Linked DNA regions of Mus musculus: region 2 is linked to region 1. The links are chromatin contacts, called in public ChIA-PET maps. All regions are on one chromosome and are shown on one strand. The core of a region is the stretch at or near the end of the contact, and the rest is flanking DNA. Distances in the headings are between cores, read along the strand shown. Region 1 has its middle 48 kb from the start of Gm39448. Region 2 overlaps Tgfbr2 (transforming growth factor, beta receptor II).

Evidence for each region. ChIA-PET counts read pairs in DNA pulled down with a chosen protein or histone mark.
Region 2: an RNA polymerase II ChIA-PET map of memory CD8 T cells shows a contact between it and region 1, with 12 read pairs. The contact joins two enhancer-like sites.

Annotation. Positions count from the first base shown.
Region 1 is chr9:115,608,117-115,613,857 of GRCm38.p6, forward strand. No RefSeq gene overlaps it. Among named protein-coding and RNA genes, the nearest start is that of Gm39448, 48 kb to the right of the region's middle. Within about 2 kb of position 3,630, at least 75 of the 459 cell types and tissues checked have an H3K27ac peak or open chromatin away from gene starts, as enhancers often do. A contact at or near this core is called in memory CD8 T cells, where this site is marked.
Region 2 is chr9:116,089,136-116,094,876 of GRCm38.p6, forward strand. Tgfbr2 (transforming growth factor, beta receptor II) reads right to left here. Exons shown (of 8, transcript NM_009371.3): 7 at 3,811-3,938; 8 at 1-1,422. The coding sequence ends at 1,243. Among named protein-coding and RNA genes, the nearest start is that of Gm31014, 38 kb to the left of the region's middle. Within about 2 kb of position 2,971, at least 43 of the 459 cell types and tissues checked have an H3K27ac peak or open chromatin away from gene starts, as enhancers often do. A contact at or near this core is called in memory CD8 T cells, where this site is marked.

The DNA.
Region 1 (5,741 bases), core at 2,380-4,879:
AGGAGGTGTGTGGTTGGCTTAGCTCCTGTGCACTGTAGTGCATTTAAACAGGTCTTGGCACAGGAAAGAATTATCCAATGTTGGTTTCCTAGCGTGCACAAAAATACCAGTGAGGCTGGCAAATATACACCGTGGAGCATGAGTTAAAAACTGTGTAGGTTGTTAACATGACACTGCCATGCATACTAATACACCCTGCTATCTAACAGATGCTTAATATAATACAGCCCTTAACTGAAGTGCCGCTGGGTCCCCAGTCTAACTTCCTGGTCTGCATTTTTATTTTCTTAAACTCCCTCTGATGGATTTACTGGAGACAGCCCTTCTCTATACCCCACCCCAACCCCCACCCCTAGACAGCAGCTGGTCAGGGGAGGGCTCTGATGCTGGGGCACATGAGCACAGTCATTTCTCAGTGTTTGGAGAACTGTGGAACAACTTGGGGATGTCAGAGATCCAAGGGTCACCTTAGAGGAGGAAGTTGTGGTTCAGCACAACTTCAGCAGGCCTTCATAGAAAGAGCGCCTTCCTGAGTGGGTGACAGAATGAGTAAGAGGGGGAAGAGCAGCCGGGGCAGCGGTTCTGGACGGGCCAGCCAGCTGGGGCTCTGGATCACAGAAGGTTTTCTAAGGGAGAGGAGAAACCCTGCCTCCTCCGGTTTTGGTGAATGTTGGGTGTACTTTCCACGAGGTACCTCAGGGTTTCCAGAGGTAGGATTGTCAGCCCATGGGGCAGTCCCCAAAGGTTAGATTTAGAGTCTGGATGCGGGCCAGGACAGCCTTATTGGCTAGGCCCAGAAGTACCAGAAGAGAATGAGGTCCCCCGTGGAAGGGCATACCAGGTTGAGCTATACTAGTTGTAAGTTTCTGGGTGTGCAGGATGGAGGATGCTCACTCTGGCCTGCTTCCCCACTGGCATGGAGATACACATGCCTCTTCTTTCTAGAACCTGCACCCCTTCCAGCTGGTCATCTGAGAAGCTGAGAGTTTAGCAGCAAGAGGAAACAGAAACCAGAGATAGAGTCTGCCAGGTGGGGCCGTAGGTGTTGGGTAGAGATACTGTCTAGCAACTTGGGACTGACTGGCAACTCTGGAAAGCTGAGATCTACAGGATGACTTTATCCCTGAATCCAATGGAATTATGGGCAAAGAACATGGCTAACGTACATCTAATCCTCCTCCCCCACTACAATGTAGAATTCCCTTCAAAGCTTCATGTGGTGACCAGAGGCCTACTACTCCCACAGATGACCATAACCACTTCCTGTTCTGCATATTTATTTTATTGAATTCCCTCTAATTAATTTTCTAGAGACAACTCTTCTCTTACCTTCCATTTGACTGGTCTTAGTATCTCAAATGCATGTATGATGGTTATCTCTAATAGTATGTTTGACACAACCTAGAACTCTCGTGTCGTGTCATGGATTGGGGAAGAGTAGAGAGAGCAAGCTGAGGACTAGGCATGCTTGGGTTTTGTTTCTCTTTATTTTTGACTGTGCATGTAGCTAGCTACTTTGAGTTCCTGTCTCCGTGACTTTCCCGCAGTGATGGACCACACTATGGAATTGTAAGGTATAATAATTCCTTTCCTCCTGTAAGTTGCTTTTGACAAGGATATTCATCACAGTAACAAAATTGAAGTAGACAACATGACACCCTTCCCACACTCTCATTTAGCATGTTGATAACATGGCTTTTGTCTTTGGCCTGTCTTCCTGGTCCCTGGCTTCACTTAGCTTGCACAGATCTCAAAGTCTACTAGTCCTGGTTTGTCTGCCCCCAGACAGAATTGGCATAGTCACTTCTTGTCTTTTGAATAAGAAATGTCTCCCACAGGCTCATGGGTGCATTTGAATATTTGGTGGTTCCTAGTTGGTATTGCTGTTTCAAGGTTGTAGAGTGTTTAGGAATGGAAGCCTCCGTGGAGGAAGTGTGTCTCTGGAGGTGGGCCTTGAGGTTTTACAGACTGGTTCCACTTCCTGTCTGCATTATTTCTTGACCTTTTAAGATGCCTGCAGTGTCTGCTGCATGCTTCCCCCATCCTGAAGTCCTCGGTGCCTTTGTTGCTGTGATGGAACGTGCTCTCTCCTGTGAGCCAAAGCAGATTTTTCCTGTGGTTACAACAATGAGATCAGAAACGGCAACAGGACACAGACTCTACCAGCCGCTCCCCAGTCTGGTCCTTCAATCCTTCCAGGTGTTTACGAGAAACCATTTTATTTTCGTACCAGCATTTCCTTTCTATTACATGTCTTCAGTTGTAAGTGTGCACACATGTGAGCACATGCATGTGGGTGCCTATCATGGTGAGCATATGGAGGTCAGAGGATAGGTTGCGGGGCTTATGTCTTCCCCTTCTGCCATGTGGGTGCTGGGGATGGAACAAAGGTTGTAGGTTGATGTTGGGATGCTTTGACTTAATCGGGGATCTGTGTGCCTATACACTAAAGGTCCTTGTCCCCAATTGGTTTTTGATCAGTCAATAAAGAGTCAGTAGCCAATGGCTGGGCAGAAAGGCTAGGAGAGAGGAGGGAGCAGAGGGAGATTTTCCATGTTCAAGAGGGAGACAGAAGGGATGTTGGAGCTTCAGGAGAGAAAGCCAACCAACCGTGTCATATCTCAGATAAGTGGCCACTGGCCGCTTCCTTGATTAGGCCTGAGGTACAAGGCAAGAGGCTAACAAGTGTCCAACCATTGAGCTAGCAAGGCACATTAAAAATAAGCTAATATGTGTTGTCTTTTATCCGAGTATCCAAAGTTTCCCTGGGTGGGTGGCTGGAAGTGCAGCCTGCCCAGGAGCATAAAGCGGGGTAGATAAGACCACAAGCTACAAAAAAAAAAAAAAAAAAGACCACAAGCTACAATAGGTCGTCAGACTTGGAGGCAAGCACTTTTACCTGTTGAGCAATATCATCACCCAGGCAACAGTAAATCTTTACCAGCCCTCTCCCTATTTGCAACCAACCCCCACCCCCTGATTCTCGGCTTTCTGAGGCTCAGGATAACCTTATTTTGTTTTCCTGGTTACCTTCTAGTTCTAGAACATTATATTAATTTTGCATTTGTTATATATATATAAGATTTCTCTTAAATGGATTTAAATAAAAATGCAAGTCAATTAAAAGCAAAATGTTAAGTACATTCAAAGGTGATACTTTTTTTAAAACTGTGTCAATCATTGGAGTTATTCTAGGTTAGTATCAACCATTCTGCTTAGAAGCTAACCTCTAGCCCAACATTCCCTTAGGGACTCTGTGACAGACTGTCCTGGGAAGGAAGACATCATCTTGGTAGGAAGAGCCTCTTCCTCTTGTTCTCGCTCTCTCTGAACTGACAACTTTCATACAGAAACAAGACTGTGAGGAGCAGAATATGAGGGAGGCTGGGCTGTGAGACCAAATCCCACATTTACTGCCTTATTCATCCATGTCACGGCCAAACCCTGGCAAGTTACAAGAAGAGGAGAGGCAGAGGCACACCTATTCAGGAGGTGGTTGAAGGCAGAAGGTACACTGGCCCCTAGAAAGCTTCAAAGAGGCTCCGAGAGCCTTTTATGCTTGGGAGTCAGTGTTTACCTGGGCAGAATCTGGATGTGGTCAATCTCTAAGCAGCCAGTCCTTGAGGCTGTGTTTGGATGCTGTCTTGAGGGAGTAGCCCGTGTCAGTCTCTGCACCTTTTTATGCCAGCATGTGACATTCAAGGGGACAAAAAGTTTTCCATAGTGGCTTTGTTCTTTATGTTATTACATCCGCCATTGACTTCATTGGCTGGCATTTAAAAGAGGAAGCTCTTTAAACTAAGCTGTCACGCTTGTGGTTTTAGAGGTTGGCACAGCAGACAGGTGTGGAAGAAAACTCTGTATGAAGCAGGCAGATGCAATTCTTCTAACAATTTACCCACCTCTAGGAAAAATGTCCTCGTGGACCCAAAGCATCATGGGAGTTTGCCCAGCAAACTCATAGTCTCGCCATGTTTCTGGCCTGTGTGGTAAGCAGCATGGGGGATGTCATTGGAGAGAAGGAGCTTGTAGAACTTTCTGGGTCTACCTCATGTGTTCGCCTTTCTTAATTAGTCACAAGTGTCATCTCATTTCAGTCCTTACTCAAAACTTCTGGTCTAAGCCAGTTTAATGCAGCGCTGTTCTTAATCCTCATTGCCAACAGGGTGGGAGTTAGGATCACCATGGGACATCCTCCATCTTATCTATGAGGGGGTTTCTGGATTGGATTAGTTGAGGCATAAATGCCTACTCTTAACTGTGGGTGGCACTATGTCATACAGTGGCACCCTGAACTGAATTAAAAGGAAAAACTGAGCTGAGCACTGGTGTCCCCATCTCTGTGCTTCCGATTCAATACAATATGACACACTGCCTCACACTCCTGGCTCTATAGCTCACTCACCTCAGACCAGGGGCAGAATAAACCCTTCATTTCTTTAGTTGCCTTTGTCACGGCATCAAGGAAATCCATCTGACTGTTTCCTTACACATGTTTAGCCTAGACAATCCAAAATGGACCCAAGGGCAGGGCAGAAGCTCACAGTAGCACACATATGGGTAATAGTACTGATTCTCACAGTGGACACTTTCCTCAAACTGAAAGGCAGGCTTTGGTGATCTCCATATCTGCCCATCTGCATCTGCTCTAAACACAGATAGGCCACGCCCTTTTCTTTGTTTCTCTGTGTTGCAGGAAGCTGCATTCTCTAGCATCCCTGGTCAACAGCTTTCTGGTTGACTTCAGCCAGAAGTACCAGTGTGAAATTATGGTCAAGAGAGTAAGAACCTTCACTCCCCTTTCTTAATTAGCCAGTTACACCATATTCCCTCTCCCTCCAGGGCAGGTAGTGGCCACGTCCTGCCTCCTGCTTCTTCTCTATGTTCTTTGCTGTGTTCTGTTAACCTCCTATACTCTAACGACTCTGAGGTAACCAATCTTGATAACGAGCTCCCCACCCCCACGCCCTTACAGTGGCCTAGATAGCTGCAGGTTTCCTGGTCAGGCCTGTCTGATATGCCGTGACAGAGGTTAGTAGGTCTCCCCTATAAAAGGGCCATAGGAAAAGTGTTTATATCTAAACACTTAGGCTTCCTTGGCCAGCGGCCAAAATAGAAGAATTTATTGGATGGTATTTAATGAACAAAGACAAAAAGAAATAAATGTCCACAAGTTATTTTAGCCCATGGGCCCTACTAAGATAGGTGTGAATCAGATTTAGTCGGCCAGGAAGACTATAGGACAGCACCGTCTGAGAGACCAGCATCCAAGCGGGAGTGGGTGGTGACTTGAAGGTGCAATACTACAAGACAAGATAGAGTGCTCGTCACTCTCCAGAAATATCAGCCTGGTCATGTGACCATCCTGACTGGAGTGGAGATAGCCTAAGGAGATACTTGTGCCCCTAGTTTTTGTTATCAGGCTGTCGAGGCAATGGACCTAAGGATTCAAGATTTCTGCAGAAGTCTCATATCAGAAGGAAATGTCCAAGATCTGGCGCCAGTTGGAGGACAACTTGTCTCCTAGTATGAGACTGCAAGCAGCTCTGATTTGTTAGAATACCTTGTGGGATAGACTGGGTATGGTGGGCAGGACCAGATCCGGACCAGGTCTGCTTTCTTGCCCTGTATTTAAACATAAATCTCATGTTAGGACCCCACCACCATCAAAGATGGATTCTGGGGTCACTGGACCTCTTTTGTTTCTCTTCTCACTGTGGTCACATCAAGTAGATCCACTT
Region 2 (5,741 bases), core at 1,721-4,220, 480 kb after region 1:
GCTAGGAACCACCTCCTCTGCTTATTGGGGAATCTAAGCTTCTCTGCAACCTCCCAAATAGTTCTAAAGAAGCTCAACTAACTTTTTCGACAGTGTGTTGATCGAGGAAAAGGAGGGTTCAAAGAGTCCCCGGACACAGCTGTACAGTATGGGCAGCGTGCGCCATTCAAATCCTGTCCGCTATTTGGGAGGCTGGGATAATGGAACCCACTGGTGTTGCCATGGCAAGCTGGAAGACCCAGCAGCAGAGCGACAAAAATTAAACACAGTGAGGCTGAGGGGCTGAGTGTAGGGTGTGCCTTGTTTTAAAAAAATCAACAAAGGATAATGGCAGGGAACAAATAACAGTTACTTATGCACAGGAAAGGATCAAAGAACTCAATCTTATTAGTAGATGGTAGGCCAATTTCATGGGTGGGGAACGGTCTTCTTTGATTTTTGGTAGCCCGTAAAAGCAGAAAAATGGGGCCAAGTTTCAAGGCTAAGTCAGAAGGTTCACAAGTCAGAGTGGGGCTTGAATGTCAAAGATAACAACCAAGAGAAGCAAAGACACATGGGAGATCCTGGGACTCAGTGCTGGACTGGAGCTCAGCTCCCTGGTCCATAAAGCACCCTACTGTAGAGGGTCATTATTGCAAAACAAAGTGTTTTGTGGCCAAAGCAGGCTGCAAGGCATGGATCCTTCTCATACAATTGTGCCCCCAACCCTGCTGTCAGGGGATCGTTGCTTGTGTGACTGATTGTCAAGTGCTAACGCTATCCCGAGTCCCTTCTGCTCCATTCTAGAGCTCTCCAATAAAAACTAATTCCCCGGGGAACACATTTGATCATTTTCTTTGTCTCCTTGCAGAGTATGGCTATATATAGAGAGATATAGACATATAGATATATAGATATATATAAAACATAGCTATTCGTATTTACACACAGGCATTAATAAAGTGCAAACGTTATTGGCTGTTGTAAAAATCAATCTCATTTCCTGAGGAGGTGCTAGCACAGCTTATGCCATGACAGTCTCCAAGGCATAGGACGCTCTCTGTCACTCATCCCCCGCCGCTGCCACCGCCGCTATGGTTGTTGCTGCTGCTGCTGCCGCTTCTAAACACGGGGCAGCTCCTGGGGAAGAAGGGAGCAAGTCCTTGGTTTTCCAGAAGCATCAGTCAGGAGAGAATCCTGCTGCCTCTGGTCTTTGGCTAGAGGACGGCTTCTGGAGGCTTGGCCCAGCCTGCCCAGAAAAAGCTATTTGGTAGTGTTCAGCGAGCCATCTTCTGGAATCTTCTCCTGGGAGCAGCTCCTCCCAGAGAGTCTCTCCGGATGCTCCAGCTCACTGAAGCGCTCTGCCACACACTGTGCTGTGAGACGGGCTTCGGGGTCATGGTCCCAGCACTCGGTCAAAGTCTCACACACGATCTGGATGCCCTGCAGAGGAAAGGAGGGGGGTCCCAAGGGCACCGTCAGTGGGTGGTCTCCATGGAGTTAGTATCAATACATCATTAACAAGGTCCACAGTTCAGAATAAGGCTCACTCTTTCTATGTGTTCATGTGTAGGTAGGTGTGGGTCAAAGGTCACTGTCAGCTGTCTTCCTCAAAGACACCTTACTCTTTGAGACAGGGTTTCTCATTGAGCCTGGAGCTCACTGATTTGGGATCCTTCTGCCTCCTCTTCCTTCTGTGCTTGTCTTACAGGATTACATCATGGCCACCAGCTTTTTACATGGGTACTGGGGATTCGAGCTCAGGTCCTCACCCTAATTTGCAATAGTGCCATCTCTCCAGTGCCTAGGGTCTACTCATGGTGGCATACATTGTATAGAATGTAACAGATATATCCATTACAGGGTCTGAAGGACTTCCGTTCCTCACTTTAAGCTGGGCTCTCTCTTTCCCTTGACTCTTTCATGGCCTCTGGAGATTTTCTTCTTTCAAACTGTAACCGTGCTAGCCCATAGGTACCCTTCTGTTTGAATGGAGCTGGACCCTCAAGCCCAGAGTGGGGCAGGCATTAACCTGAGCTCATTTGGTAAAGCCTGTCTTTCACAGAATGACTTATAAGTTGCTTCCAGAATTGCCTAGGGTGACTCAGACACCCCCGTCATCTCCATTGACATTAAGCTAGGCCCTCTGACGTGACTGTCTTTGTATGTCAAATATGCTTGACTGTAAGATATTTCAAAGGTGGCCCTCCCCAACACAACCCTACTCGCTAAACTCACTCCCACGCACGGAAGGCTGTCTAGAACAGCAAAGCACTCTATCTCAGCTGGATTTCATTTTGTGTCAAGAATGTCTTCCTTAATGTTTTGAGTTCTTTGAGAAAATCAGAAGGTAAGTGCATGGCCCGAGAGGTGGAAATAAGATTAGCTCTTTCCAATGTGGAGGTCAACATTGCCTCTCATGATCTCCATACTGTTGGCAAAGATACATCTAACACTCTTGCTGGAGAGTTGGTGTTTGCCAGGCGATACCAGCAACTTTCACAACTTCTGGGGAGTTCCCCTCCCTGCCCCCAGTTCTTGATGTGGGATTAATTGCATAATTCACCTAACTGATGGTATTGATTGATGGCCCTGTTAAGAGTAGAGTGTTATTGTTGCCACACCAGAAACATTTATTTTGTTCTGACACAGTAATTACAGGCTGTAAATTAAATTAAATATTAAGCATTACCTTGAAATCAATAGGGCAACAAATCTCATTAAGAGAAAAAAATGTATTATGCAAATTCTTTCCAGAATTTTATCATAATGAATAATGACTTCATTAAGAGAACTTTACAGGGGAGACTTCAAGAGACGGTGACAGAGTTTCAATGGAGCATACCATTCCTGGGCCTTCTAAATCCTGAGATTCTACAAACAGCCTTGCATTTTTAGAACCAAAGACAATTTGCCTGAGACTCCCTCTGGTAAATACTCTGACCCCGGGAAGCCTGGCTCACCTACTCCCCATCACAGGGCTGGCTCTGGGCCAGGGCTGCTCTGAGCAGACTTCCTGCCCCATTTGTCTTCCTGGCTGTGCCTGGCTTGCTGTTTCTGGCTCTCCTTTGAACGCCCCTTGCCTTGAGGCAGACCTTCCCAGCCACTGTCTGCAAGGAAGAAGGACTTCATCTGAAAGAGCCATAAAGGGCTATGCTGGATGGAAAAGAATCGGAAAAATACCGGTCTAGCTCTTTCTTTACTGAGGCTTTCTCGGGAACATCACACCTGTGGCCAACCATCTCTCACTCACAACCTACCCTTTCTTCTCTTCTCCTCTACCACGGCTATGAGCATCCTTAACTTCAGGTTCTGACAGTGAGCTGTGAGGATGTCACTCAACAGGTGGCCCGGCAACCTCCTTCACCTGCAGGCTCCTCTGCATTGATTTCCGGTCCTCCATTGTGGTGAGCCAGCCTCCTCTTCCCTAAGCTCATACACAGTGTCCCTCTCGTTTCCATACACAGCCAGCATGTATGAGCACACCAGCTACCTGGCAACGCTGTTTGCTTCCAACTGCTAAATATTTCTTTCTGAGGTTGAAGGACCTCAGAGGAGCAAAGTCAGAGCACAGAGGGAATGAGGTGTAGGCTCCTTGTGTGAAGACTTGGGAGGTGACCGGAGGCACAGCTAGCAACAGATCTCAACTCTGCATCCAGAGAGCTTGGGGAAAGTGACCAGTGCCCTATGGTGCTTATCTGCGCTTTCTATGGGAATGCTGCGTTAGCCTACTGAATGCAACCCTCAAGGTCATTCGCTTATGCTGGAATTTTCCTTACGAACACAAACCCAACAGAGTTTCAGAGAACCAAGGAAGCCAGCCCTCCTTACCTGGTGGTTGAGCCAGAAGCTGGGAATTTCCGGCCGCCCTCGGTCTCTCAGCACACTGTCTTTCATGCTCTCCACACAGGGGTGCTCCCGCACCTTGGAACCAAATGGGGGCTCGTAATCCTTCACTTCTGTGAAGAGAACAGGCAAACACAGACAAGATGAGCATAGGGTACATACACGACTGCGGGAAGTGTGCTGGGTGAGAGCCTGGCTGGGTAGTATGAGGTACCCGAGGGCAGAATGAACCTGCCATTGCTAGAACACTTGCAATGGTGGTGGGTTAAAATAAGAAGGCAGGGGTGGTGTTGGAAGGATGCTGGGACATAGTCCATTCGGTGATTGATTGTTCAATCCTTCTAGACATCATGCTAATAGCTGACACCTAGGGAATAAGGCAGACAGGAAACCAGCTTTCCCATAACGCAGGCACTCTCAGTTGGCGGGGAGAATACTTTTTTTCTAAGGGAAGAAACAGATTATCATACATACCATGGTACACAGACAAACTCATACCACAAACATACAAACAAAACACAAAATACTCATACATACAAAATAATAAAAATAAATAATTAATTAATTAAAATAAAATACTTTTTAAAAGCTGTATGTATTTCAAAGCTTCTTGTCCTCCACAGGCCCACAGTAATAAAACAGACTCAATAAATGATGTTCAATTTCATGGGAACATTCGCCCTCCAAAGGAATGGAGTTCTGAAAGATGCTCTAACCTGGATGGTTCCTGAAGACATTAATTAGTAAGAGAAGTAAGCCAGACACCAAAGTGGAATATTGTGTGTATGTGTGGAATATCCATGTAATGTCCCCACCAAAACTTTCACTGGAGATTAGCCACTCTCATGAGGCACCGAGAGGGAAGGGGGCGGGGGTGACCTTCATAGTCAGCTGAGGGAAACTCTTCCTTAGTAAATCTTTTCACGGATTCTTAGACGTCTTTGAGAGTGGGTCTGTTACTATAGCCAGTTTAAAGCTGTCCTGGTAGTGCAAGGTCTCACCACCCAGGAGTTCAGTGTCTACCTGTGTCACACAGGGACGATCTGTCTCTAACAAGGCAAGCATGACAAGCCAGTCTGCTTCTCACACTGTGGTGGTACAAGGAGCACCAGGCCACACTGCTGGACTTCCTGCTCTCCAGAACCGTGAGCCAAAAGAAAGCTTCTCCTTTAATGACCCAGCCTCAAGTATTTTATTGTGGCAGTAGAAAGGAGGGTTAAATCGCTCTGGAGCCAGACTCACAGAGATGAAGAGAGAGTGGGTGTTTCTCTGGGAGTTAGGAGATGATTATTAGGGGCGAGGGGGGTAGAAATGTGGGTTTGGTGTTTATAATCGGTAGAGAGTTTCTGATGGAGAGAATGAGAGAGTTCTGGGGCTGGGGACATGTGGCTCAGTGGAGAGTGCTCACCTACCATGCACCACGCCCTAGGTTCAAGTCCAATCCCCAACACCACGAAGGACAGTGTGTGTGTGTGTGTGTGTGTGTGTGAGAGAGAGAGAGAGAGAGAGAGAGAAACAGAGACAAACAGAGACAGAGTGACTGTGAGAAAACAGACCAGCAATAAACATTAACAGAGCTAAAGAGGAAGGCTGGGCTACATCCTACATTTCCCCCTAAAATATGCAGGATCGTTGGCCTTTAGCTTTAAGATAATTTTCCTTAATGAGCAGAAATTTTAGAAATTGCCTTCTGTGCTATGAACGGAAGAAGGTTTCGTGGTAACACGGAATCTTAAAGAGGGTTGGCCTCTTTTCTTTTCTTTTTCTATTTCATTTTCTCAGAAGCACATTTACCTTTTACACCTTCACCCCAGTCAAAAAGCTCTGTGGAATCTTATTTTATCATTTTACTTGCTGACTGATTTTTTTTTAAATTCTCATTTAAACTTTGATATTTTCATACATTCAAACTTCTA